Linked DNA regions of Hordeum vulgare: region 2 is linked to region 1. A link is a contact called in public Hi-C data. All regions are on one chromosome and are shown on one strand. The core of a region is the stretch at or near the end of the contact, and the rest is flanking DNA. Distances in the headings are between cores, read along the strand shown.

Evidence for each region. Hi-C and Micro-C count contacts between places; a contact is called where the count stands out from the background.
Region 2: a Hi-C map of leaf shows a contact between it and region 1, with 3 times the contacts expected there. The contact joins the promoter of LOC123434184 here to the enhancer-like site in region 1. A contact is called at or near these places in 1 of 6 Hi-C or Micro-C datasets (leaf) and 1 of 1 datasets of contacts at active chromatin or transcription factors (embryo).

The regions. Positions count from the first base shown.
Region 1 is chr1H:329,927,066-329,933,178 of MorexV3_pseudomolecules_assembly, forward strand. No RefSeq gene overlaps it. Among protein-coding and RNA genes, the nearest start is that of LOC123398970, 65 kb to the left of the region's middle. Within about 2 kb of position 4,861, at least 1 of the 3 cell types and tissues checked has open chromatin away from gene starts, as enhancers often do. A contact at or near this core is called in leaf, where this site is marked.
Region 2 is chr1H:330,080,759-330,087,642 of MorexV3_pseudomolecules_assembly, forward strand. It overlaps LOC123434184 (kinesin-like protein KIN-7K, chloroplastic), which reads left to right and starts at 1,434. Exons shown (of 25, transcript XM_045115498.1): 1 at 1,434-1,951; 2 at 2,071-2,168; 3 at 4,300-4,389; 4 at 4,765-4,817; 5 at 5,094-5,159; 6 at 6,041-6,094. The coding sequence starts at 1,626.

The DNA of each region.
Region 1 (6,113 bases), core at 3,611-6,110:
AGACTTTAACAACTTGCACACTTTTCCTTCCTAACCGTCTACTATAAACCCATGTGGTTGTTCCATGTAAATTTCCTCATCCGACTCTCCATTTAGGAAAGCAGTCTTAACATCTATTTGATGAATGAGAAGACCATGTGAGGCGACTAGTGAAAGTAGTACTCGAATAGTGGTCAGTCGAGCCACGGGTGAGTAAGTATCAAAGAAGTCTTCACCTTCCTTTTGGGTATAACCCTTAGCCACGAGCTATGCCTTGTATTTCTCGATAGTACCATCAGGCCTAAGCTTCTTCTAGAATACCCATTTGCATCCTATAGGTTTGCACCCATAAGGACGATCACTGATCTCCCACGTTTCATTCGCCAAGATGGAACAATCTCACTACGGACCGCTTCCTTCCAATAGTCAGCATCATCAGATGCATAGGCCTCTGAAATAGAACTTGGAGTGTCATCTATGAGATACACAAGAAAATCGGTACCAAAGGACTTTGCAGTCCTCTGTCTCTTGCTTCTGGTAGGAACTTCATTGTTTTCCTCCACCGAATTTTCAAAATGTTCCATCGAAATTGTAGGTTCATTAATTGTAACTAATTCATGATTTGATGAACTAGGCATCTCCTGATTAGATGAGGTAGGCATATCCTTCATGGAAAAGATATCTTTGAAGAAAGTCGCATCATTCGACTCCATGATTGTACCAACATGCATGTCACATACTTCAGATTTTACAACCAATAATCTATAGCCAATGCTACGAAAAGCATATCCGAGGAAAACACAATTCACAGTTTTTGGTCCTAGCTTACGCTTCTTCGGAATTGGCACATTGAGATTCGCCAAACAACCCCAGGTTCGTAGATAAGAGAGTTTTAACCTTTTCTTCTCCCATTCCTCGAATGGAGTTATCTCTTTGTTCGTTGTGGGAACTCGGTTTAGGACATGACATGCAGTCAATATCGCCTACCCCCACCATGCCTTGGAGAGACCCGATGTGTCTAACATGTCGTTAACCAAATCAATTAGAGTACGGTTCTTTCTTTTGGCTACCCCATTTGACTGAGGTGAATAGGGAGGCGTGCTCTCCTGGATTATACCATGTTCCGCACAGAAGGAATCAAATTCATTTTAGAAATACTCCCCACCACGATCGGACATAAGCCTATTGATCTTTCTATCGAGTTAGTTTTCCGCTTCAGCTTTATAGATCTTGAAATAGTTCAAAGACTCATCCTTAGATTTCACAAGATACACTTGGCAGTATCTAGTGGAGTCAACAATTAATGTCAGGAAATATTTCTTTCCACCTTTTGTCAAAATACCATTCATTTCACATAGATCTGAATGTATGAGCTCTAGTGGTGCAAGATTTCTTGTTTTGGCAGTCTTGTGAGACTTACGAGGTTGTTTGGCTTGCACACAAACTTGACACTTAGATCCCTTGACATTGGTAAAACTAGGGATTAAGTTCAATTTGGCTAGTCGCGACATGCAACCAAAATTAACATGACAGAGACGCGAATGCCATACATTTGATTCACTATTGTTGCAAACATGATTAACAACTTTATTGCAAACATCTGACAAGGATAAACGGAACAGGCCTCCTGGCTCATAGCCTTTACCAATAAAAGTTCCATACTTGGATATTACAAATTTATTCGACTAAAATACAAGCTTGTAGCCATCTCTACATAGAAGAGATCCGCTAACAAGATTTTTATTGACGGTGGGGACATAATGCACGTTCTTCAGCTGCACGACCTTTCCAGAAGTAAACTTCAGATAGACTGTGCCAACACCACGAACAGAAGTACTTGAACTGTTGCCCATCGGCACTCTACACAGAAGAGATCCACTAACAAGATTTTTATTGACGGCGGGGACATAATGCACGTTCTTCAGCCGCACGACCTTTCCAAAAGTAAACTTTAGATAGACCGTGCCAACACCACGAATAGAAGTACTTGAATTGTTGCCCATCAGCACGGTGGAAGTCCCTGTGGTCTGATAAGACGAAAACATGGAAATATTACCGCATACATGCACATCAGCACCCATGTCAATCAACCAATCGGGGAAATGACAAACTGAAAGAATAGTGGGAAATATACCATACCCAACATCATTCACGTTAGTGTCACCAATGACAACATTAGAGGTCTTGCCACCTTTCCCATGTTGACGCTTGTCATAATGGTTAGGGCAGTTAGGTGGCCAATGATCAGGATCTCCACACACATGACCAACACCTTTCTTCTTGTCATTCTTCTTCTTGAAGTTGGTGTGATGTACAACCTTCTTCTTCCCATCGAACTTTGCTTAACCATCAAACTTGCCCTTTGTTCTTGAAATTGTGGGGTTGGAAGTGTTTCTTGTGTACCAGATTGGCACTAGATCCTCCCTCAATACCTCGAGCATGTGTGTCTTTTGTTCTCGCCTTTTCTTCCACATCAAGAGTACCAATGAGATCCGGAACGGAAAACTCCTGCCTCTTATGCTTGAGTAAGGTAGCAAAGTTCCTCCACGAAGGAGGAAGTTTATTGATGATGCCTCCGGCAACAAACTTGTCTGGTAGCATACAATTGAAGTGCTCAAGTTCTCTAGCAAATGACTGTATCTCGTGAGCTTGCTCAACCATGGAGCGCTCTTCAGTCATCCTCTAGTTATAGAATTTGTCCATGATGTACAGCTCAGTGCCAGCATCCGACACCCCAAACTTGGCCTCGAGTGCATCCCACATATCTTTTCCATTATCAATTGACGCATACGCATCAACTATGTTCTCACCAAGAACACTCAAGAGAGCAGCCTTAAACAAGGTATCCATTTTCTGGAAAGCTTGTTCCTGTTGAGTATCATAATCTCCTTCAGGTTTGCCAAGTGTGGCATCAAAGCAGCTCATGGTTTGAAACCATAGAACGACTCTCACTCGCCACCTCTTATAGTGGATACCCTCAAATATAAGAGGTCTCATGGAAGCAGCAAAACCACTCGGAGTAAATTGCATATAATAAGGTTTTTGGATTGTTGGAAATATGAGTGATTTACCAAGTGATTTTACTAGCAGAAATAATAGATAAATCACAACTACCATAGCAATTATAAGATAAAGCATGTGATAATAGAGAGAGTATGCAATAAGCATATGACAAGATGAGCGGGAACAGAACATATCTAGAAAAGAGACTACAACAAAAAGTTGCGGTAGGAACTCAAACAAAAGGAACACAAACACGTACTGAGTTGCAGTAGCAGCAACAGTGGAGTTGGTGTTGGCGTTGTCGTTGGCCATGATGCCGAAGAGGTGGTCCACGTCGGGGAAGAAGTCGTCGTCCGGGAAGTGATCGTCTGTGTCCGTGATGAAAGCCAGTAGTCGCGCTGAGAGCTCCCCAAAAACCTTATCGCCCTTCTCCCGTACAGGATCCAAAGAGACGGGGTTTCGGAGATCTATTGTCCTTACCTACAGTGCACGCTGCAAACCGGGATAGGGAAGAACGTAGCAGCAGCACAGAGTTTGGAACCGGTGGCAAGAGGAAGTTCTGATGCGTCTCTCGAGAGAGGAGCGACCTCTATCTTATAGGCGCACGAGAAGGAGGCAAGAGGCCAGTGACGGGAGCTGGAGAGAACGATGGAGATGAAACGAACAGACAACAGCCAAAGGGTGCAGCGTTTGTGTTCAATGTCTACTACAGCAAAAAAACGTTCAACTTTCGAGTGACCTTTCGTATACCAGTCGTGCGTGGCAAAAAATTAGTTCGGCTCGGAATTCATTCCCGCAACCCGCGACACGTCGTGACGAGGCGAGGTGGGTGGCGGAAGAGGAGGAGCGCGCGTGTATGTCTCTCTTGTTCTCATGCTCATACATGTTTGGAAACATCCTCCCTTATAAGGAGGTTCAACATCCACTAAACTAGCAATGTGGGACTAAACTTTTCCACCTCTTGCCTTGCACAAATGGGTTGCGTGGGCCTCTAGGATTTATTAGGAATTTCTGAAATGATATATTGGGATGGCCCAAAAGTAGATAGAATTCCAGCATCTTTCCTATCCCCCTCACACCGTGTATCTCTCTCTTTCTCTAGATTAAGAGGATGTCGTCACCACCGAGCAAAACGCCGCACCCATCGCCAGATCCATCAACGCCACACCAGGATGGTCGGCGTAGCACCACATCGACATCGGACCATGGACCCCGCCGCTCTGTCCCCCGCCCACAAGGCCGCGCAGGACTCTAGCACCGGCGATAGCCCCAATGGGCTTCCAAGATGATGCGCGACCCGTCACGGGGGAGGGGTTGTCCCCGAGGAGCATGGAACCGGTGAATCCGTCGGTCAGGAGCTGGGCAGCGCCCTCCATCATCGCCGTCGTTTGGGGAAAGACGTGGTCCCGGTCGATGCGGTGTGGGGCAGGCGGCACGGGGGAGGAGGTGGTGGCGGGATGGAGGTGGAGATGACCTGGGCGACGTCCTCCATCATCGCCGTCGTTTGGGGAAGGACGCGGTCCCGGTCGACGCGGTGTGGGGCCGGCGACACGGGGCACGAGGTGGCGGCGGGATGGAGGTCAAGATGGGATCGAGGAGGAATGGTCGTGTTGGGCGATGTTTTTTCTCTCCTGTGTACCGGTTCGGGGCTGACTTATGACGGGACTGCTGGTTGATTTCTCGTAAACATAGGGAATGTTTTGCGAAACTACCACGACGGTGAACGGACAGAAGGAGTAGCCGCTTTAGTATTAGGTAAGGACTAAAAAGAAACTGTTATACCCGTCTATAATTAATTCCTCGTTCATGTGTGGGCCTGTTTTTTCCTTTGATTTCTATGATCACGGACATGTTAAGACCCAAAGCCCATATGATGCGAACCCTTATCCAACTTGGCGCCTGCACGGTTACTTTGTTGGGCCAATTTTGAAGCTGGCCCATTCCACTAAACGCAGCACCGTGAAAAATCATTAATAACGCAAAAATCGGCTCTCGTGAGTTGCCCAACCACTAGACCAAACAGCCTTTAGTAAATCATTAGGGCGCACACTATTTAAGAAGTAAGTATAGCCACACAATTTATTGCATATATAAAGTAGAAAATTGTGATTTTAAAAAAATTGAAGAAAATTTGAAAGTTTACATAACCCAAAAAACCAATAATTCAAATAATTTTCATGAGTTAAAAAAATTCAACGATTTCAAAAAGGTTCAAAGTTGAAAAAGTTCATCAATTTTGAAAAAAGTTCATCGTTTTGCAAAGATACATTCAATTTATAAAAAGGTTCATAAGTTATAAAAATACTACATCTGTTTTCAATAATAAGTTCATCAATTTTGAATAAAAGTTCTTCGTTCTTTGAAAAAAATCAATTTTGAAAAAAGTTCATCAATTTTGGAAAAAATCATCAATTATCAATTAAAGTTCATCGATATTGAATAAAATTTCTTCGTTCTTAAAAAAAGTTTATGGATTTTTGAAAAAAGTTCATCATTTTGGAGAAAAGTTTAAAAACCTGAAAAAGGTTCATGATTTTTGTTCATAAAATTTGAAAAAAAATCATAGATTTGAAACAACTCTCATCAATTTTGCAAAAAGGTCATAGAAATTAGAAAAAAGATCATAAATTTAAAAAATACAACACATTTAAAAAAGTTCGTCTGTTTGTAAAATAGTTCATCCAATTTGAAAAAAAGATTAGTTAATTTGGGGGAAAAAGTTCATCAATTTTTCAAAAAATAAATTAAATATGAAAAAAATTCAACTACTTTGAAAAACGTTCATCAATTTGAAGAAAAAGTTCACAAATTATAAAAAAAGACAATCATCGTGACTGGAAGAAGAAAAATTAAAAAAGAAATGAAAAACGCAAAAACAAAAATGAAAAACAGAAAAGAAAAAAGTAAATAATAAAAGATGCAAACCAATGTTACTCATCAGGTGAGGCGAGGTAGCGCGGTGGTTACTGCCTATTAACTTGATCTAGAGTTCGATACCTCGCACCGCTGCTCATTTTTGTGTCTTTATATCAGAAAAAAAAGTCAAGATTTGTCGGCCCAAATTGCACTATAACGGGTGCGTGTCGCGCCAAAGAGGATTTGCACTATATGACGCCTTTGATTTTCTATTA
Region 2 (6,884 bases), core at 184-2,683, 150 kb after region 1:
ACACATCATCACAAGGGCAACAAGATTGATGAAGATGCCCTCCGTGATCGATCCCCCTCCCGCAGGGTGTCGAAACGAAGCTCCAAATGATCTACCGACGGAACAGAAACTTGCGGCGATGTAAAAAGTGTTTCGATATTGCCTCGAGGGTTTTTAGGTTATTTGAAAAATTATAAACGAAAGAACGGAGTCGGGAGAGCCTCGAGGGGCCCATAAGCCAACAGGACGCAGGCTGAGGCCGTGCCGGGTTGGCTTGTGAGGTCCTCATGTGACTCCGAGTCTTCTTTCTTTGTTTGTTGATATTTTTTTTGATTCAGAAAAAATCTTTAAAAAATTTCAGATCAATTAGACTTCGTTTAAATTAAGAGGACGGAAAAGACAATGTCCAGATTGTCTTCGTCTACTACCACATATTCACAACTGCGGTGCCAAACATACTCGGCAGTCGGTACTACGACTCCAGACGAGCGGCGGTCTCTTTCGCAAGTTGAAATTCGTATTTTAAATCCCATCATAAGCAAGCAAATAAAACGCCGGGTTTAAAAAGCCCAACGAACCGAGCAAAGGCCCTGTTTGGATCCTAGATTTAGAGTTAAAGTTGGTTAGATTGAACTCATCTAACCCTTAAAAATCCAAACAGGGCGTGTTAGAGTGGGTTAGATGCATCTAACACACCCCAAAAATCTAACCCATCCAAGAGGTGCTTTTTTGGGTTAGAGTTAGGTGGGGCCTAAAAAAGTTACTTTTCTCTCTCCCTCCACCACACAAAATCCTAGATAAAGAAGCCAAATAATTGAAAAAAATGCATTTATTGGCAATCTAACCCTTCCATCCAAACACCTCTTTGGTTAGAGTTAGTTTAGGGTTAGTCTAGAGTTAGAATCTAACTCTAACCTCTAACCGAGTTAGAGTATCAAACAGGGCCAAAAGCTGTTGACCGCACGCACCAACCAGCTCCCCCAGAGCGTCAGCGCTCAGCTGCCGCAGTGGCAGCAGATCGCGTGCCCCTCCAGGAAAGCCGCACGCTGCCACCACCCGTCTCACTCTCGCCACCGCACCTCAGTTTTTTTTCCCCACCTCACGCCCCTGGACCCTGGACCCTGCCGTCCCTCTTCCCTCTTCCCACCGGCCACCGCTTCCCTTTCCCCGAGGACAATAAAAACTCCCGCAGAAAGCGAAACACGCCGCAGTCATTCCCGCCCGCCGCACGCAACCCGCCTCCCCGTCCTCCCCATTTCAAATCACCCGAGCCCCCACCGCCGCCGCCGACGGGTGGGCCGCGCGGGCGTACCAGCCCCAGCATCCCAGTGTTACTGCGCCGCCACGTGGCCGACGTGGCCCCCACCTACGCTGCGTCGAGCCGGGGTAGTAGCGCCAGCGCCAGTACAGCCTCCTCTTCCCCCGCCTCCTTCCTCCCGTGCCGCTTCTGATACTGCTGCTGCGTGTCGTCTCGCTTTTAAAATCTCGCGACGCAGCGGCCTCCCTTCTCTTTTGGATTGAATGGAGCAGCAGGCCATGTGAAGCCTCTGACCTTCGGATACCTTCCCCTCCCTCTCCGCCTCGCGCCCCCCCGCGTCGCGCCGCGCCGAGCAGCGCCCCGCCGCCGCGTGCGTGCGAGATCCGCGATGTCGTCGCGGCCGTCCTCGTCGTCCTCGTCGAGGCGGAGCAGCTCGCCGTTCTCCGCGGGGAGCCGCCGCCCGCCGACATCCTCCTCCTCCTCCAGCTCCTACATGGCCGGGCGGCTCATCCCGCGCTCGTCATCCTCCGTCTCCTCGTACGGCGGCGGCGGGGGCGGGGGCTCGAGGTCCACCACCCCCGGACGCCGCTCCGCCCCCGCCCCGCCGCCGGCTCCTGCTCCGGTGCCGTTCCCTAGCGCGGACGAGCTCGTCATTGAGGACACCTCCCGATCAGGCGACAGCATCTCCGTCACCATCCGCTTCCGGCCACTCAGGTGGGGATCTGGGAAGGGGGCTGCGGGGATCTGCTTGCGGCCGCTGTTGCCGTGTGTTTCTGCCGCGGCGCGGTTGCCAGTATTCCGACTGATTTGAGCTGGATTCGATGTGGTTGCAGCGAACGGGAGATCCAGCGCGGCGACGAGATCACGTGGTATCCCGATGGGGATCGTCTTGTGCGGTGTGACTACGTCCAGCCATCGGCTTATGGTTATGGTAAGCAGCTGAGCTTTGTTGCTTCGTCGGTATATTTGGGGATTTGGCAATGTAGGTTGTGGGATTGGTGATTTGGTAAGTTAGGTACCTGAATAGTACATTTCAGCTTTCTGTGATTTGGGAGCTTGGATTATTCATGCAAATTTTGAGGATGACATTGGTTCGGTTCGGCTATTGGATGCAATTCTTTTTCCTGGGTACATTGGTGAAATATGCATGCTTACACAGTCACATACACGCTTTAACTGATATATGATGTTTATACATAGTCACAAATTCCCTTGTAAAAATACGTCTAGGTACATCCTTTCCGCAACAAGTAATTTGGGACGAGGGAGTACATGCTTTACACCATAAGTGAGGTACTACTGAAATTAGTATGGAGTCGCTAGTATTGTGGGCTGACGAATTCATAAGAGCCAAGACAAGGGAGGAAGAACTGAAAATTTTAGTCCTGGTTCACATTTTCTTAAGAGGCAGCTGGTATTGTTTAGTCGACAACTAGTGTTGACTTCAGTATGCCTTGAAGACTGTTTTCATGGAGACTGCAGAAGACCGTGAGCTCTCAATTGCCCTTACTAAGTATGCTGTGAATTTCAGTTGACTTGACGGCGAGATTTACGGTTTACATAGGCAATGCTAGTACAGGTCCCATGGCCCAATTTGTTCTCCATGACCAGTGGATGCTTGAAAGCTTGTTCAAGCTATAGATACAGAATATTTGTGAAGGGAAACATTGGTGTTGGCTGGTAATTTAGGAACGGGCACATGCCAGCCAGATTGCTGGAGTAGTTAAGAACATATATATCATCAGTTTGTGGCTTTTCGGGCGTGGATTTGTTGCTTCTACATTATATACACCTGAGAGAGAAGTTCCAATTCTCAGTGTATGCTTTCACTACTTGTGTACTCCCTCCGTCCCAAAATTCTTGTCTAAGAACTATCTATATATGAATGTATCTAGTCACATCTTAGTATTTAGATACATCCATTTTTAGACAAACCTAAGACAAGAATTTTGGGACGGAGGGAGTATTAGATACAACGTATATGCATATGGACATTTTGACTTATCTTGCTTGGGTATGTGCTTATTCGTTAAGTACAATGAGTAGTATGGAGTGCATTATGATATTATCTGATCTATGTTGTTAAAAGGCACAGTGATAAGACAATCTTATGCCCACCCATTTACACATAGCCTATGTAGCCTATGATTTAGAAGGGCGTTTTGAAATCTAGACTGATGATGGGTGTACTTCACATTCACACATAGCCTACGAAGCCTATGGTATGGATACAGTTTATGAGATCGTTCTTTTGCTCACAAGAGTGTCCAATGTGGGCATTAAACCATAATAAAGCTTATCCAGAAGCAAGGATGCTGTTTCCTCTGAGATGTTGGGAAGTGCTGAGCTGGGTACTGCAGATCCCTGAAGTTTCATTGAAGTTTGTGGCATGATTCGTGGCTTCATATAAAGATATACAGATGGATTTGATCACCTTTGATATGCGGGGTATTGGACATGTGGAGGGGGGGGGGTCCTATGTTCATACTTACACAGGGTTTTGTTCATTTTAGTTTTTGCCTCCTGAGATGTACATATATTCGAAATTCAATCTGAAGGTATTTATTTGCAAATTCAAGAACTGTGGTTCACTGTTGAGATGCATTAGAATGTAGACACCAACAAGGCTCTATATAGTTCTCTGGCATGTCTGATATTCTCCATGGACGTTAATCGTAGGACATGGATGATGCTGATGCCCTGTGGTGTGATCTTTATCAATATAAATTGGACAGATGTGCTGAAAAAGACCCAGAAAATTGTTTCATAGCAAACTTAATGGCATTTACTACTCCCTCTGCGCCCCTATTCTAAGATGTTATTACAACCAATGTACTCATATATTGGTTGTAATAACATCGTATATTATGGGATGGAGGGAGTAGTTTCTAAACAGTTATCCTGATTCTTTCCCTTATTGTGATAAAATGCTACTGGTCACAGTAAATCAATATAACTGAATTTAAAACTGGTGAAACAATTTAAGATAAATCAACATATTATGTCACCTTGATTTTGACATGATAATTAATCTCTTTTCTCCATTTTGTTTCTTTGTTTAGATAGAGTTTTTGGGCCTTCAACAGCTACAGAGGCTGTCTATGATGTTGCTGCTCGGCCTGTTGTGAAAGGTGCTATGGAGGGCATAAATGGTATGCCACTTTCATTTATTTAGGTTACTTATACACATTTTATGTTGATTTTCGATATAATTATAATGTCATATGTAATTCAACAGCTACAGAGACTTCTTTCTGTCCACCTTCACTCTATGCCCATATGTAATGTTACTGTCGTGATTGCACAGAGCATTCTGAGATATCCAATCTCTACCTTCTCATCAAGCCTCCTTTGATACCTAATTTGCTCTTATTGTCCATATCGTTTTCTTCAGCGCTTCGATATTTTATGAGGGCTATTGCTGTAATGGCACGGATTCTTACATAATTCATATTTTACCTTGTATGGTGAATTGTTAGCTTATCATAGTCATTGATCTCTGAACACATCTTTGTACTAACTTGTAGGGACAGTTTTTGCCTATGGTGTCACAAGCAGTGGGAAAACCCACACAATGCATGTAAGTTCTTATTTTCTACAGATATAAGATCGAAACACAGGTAGAATAGCAGCAAGATATTATTCTGTAAAGGGTCTTCCCTTTAGCATATTCCTTTCAGTTCAATTCTGTTGTTCCAATCGAATTTATGCACCTGCTACTGCACGTGGTAACAATTATGATTGTGCCATATCCATTTTTCGCAAATAATATTGTTGGATACAAGTCCATTTGTGATTTGTGAAGACAAGACTAATATTTATACTGCCTATTCATTTGTTCCCCAATCTTTCGCAGGGCGACCAGAATTGTCCTGGAATAATTCCATTAGCCATCAAGGATGTTTTCAGCTTAATACAAGAGGTATGACAGCAAGTGCTTGAGTTACATAGCAATATAGCATTTAAACTCCACACTGTAAATATGTTTAACCGCCATAATGGATTTATTTTATGTTATTTAATGAAGGAACACTTTACTTTGGTGACTAGTTAATCACCTCGTAAATCTGCGCCTATGTCTTCCTAGTCATTACTAGACACAAAGCATCGTTAGATAAACACGAAGTGTAATTTCAAACACTGTATCACCAAAGCATGCCATGTTTATGCATGTCATGCAAACATGATCTTTTATATTCAAACTCATCTGACCACAATAATCTGAATTTCCAAACAATGGATCTTCAAGACTTGAGAGTTAAGGCTGAGTCCGTATAATTGTGTGGTAGCTCTTTCTTGAAGATAAACTGCCTGGAAAGTGGACTTATGAGTTTGGAGAGTTCTTTTGTTGGTTTTTACGCAAGGATTTCCTCATTCACTTAGCAAACAAATAAAATAATCTTATTTGTTTGATTAACTGAAGAGCAATGAGGGGCTGAGAGGGAAGTCTGGCAACTCCAATTGTGGCCATAATGACATACTCAAACCTATATACTCCCTCCGTTCCAAAATATAAGACCTTTTAGGGATTTCACTAAGAGACTATATACGGAGCAAAATAAGTGAATCTATACTCTAAAATATGTCTATATACATCCGTATGTAGTTTATAGTACAATCTCTAAAAGGTCTTATATTTAGGAACGGAGGGAGTACAAAACTTGCATGCTCTCTTTAGTTGTAAATCGTGTTCTTTATCAACTGTACTGTTTACTCTTTGCTGCTCATGTGTATTAAATATTTTGTCATTTTTTTCTGGTTATACTGAACTTTAACCCTTGATTTGCATATCTTGACCAACAGACTCCTGGAAGGGAATTTTTGCTACGTGTATCATACCTGGAAATCTATAATGAGGTATGGTACCTCCATTTCATAAATTTCTCCAAAGGCACTGCATTTATCACTTTCTTGAATATTCCAACATCGGTACTGAAGTAACACTTAATACTTGTATGTTGACTAGAATAATGTCTTTTCTCTTTGTAATTAATAAATATAAATATCGACTTGTCTGACCATTTGCAAAATATTCCATGATTGATTTTCCTAGAGTCTGCTCCTATTAATTATCCTCATATTTCTCTTTTTCGTTTTGCTGCATGCTCTCAGCACTTATTTTTGTTGGTTGGACTTCACGTTCCTGATGGTAGATGTGCTGATGTGTCTACCTCCTTATATATGGATGGCCTTTGTTTGAACCAAGTCAAAAGATCTACAGATATTAATAATAATCCACTAAAGATACCAACTGTCCTGTTGTTCTGCTGGTTGGTTCCTGCAGGTGGAAGGCATCCCAGCCAAGCTTGAATCCTGCACTAAGCGTGTGAATACTATGTGCTGCACGAGGTCCAAAGCACTGGACGTGAAAAAGCCTTGTGCTTAGAGAAAGATTGCAACTAATCATAAGATAGTAACTAACAGTTTTAGTCTCTTATTTAGGGAAATATCTAATCGCAACTCTTTAACTATTCTTGGTGTGGGTGCAGCTTGCATGAGCCACACCCATGTCAGCTGGTGATTGTCATATCCCTCCAATCTTGTGCTATACAAATATTGTCTGAGTGATACTATGATTTCCTGTCCCCCGCGTGGCCTCTAGGGGCGGCTCAGGCGGAACCCTAGATCGAGCCGCCGCCGGCCCCTC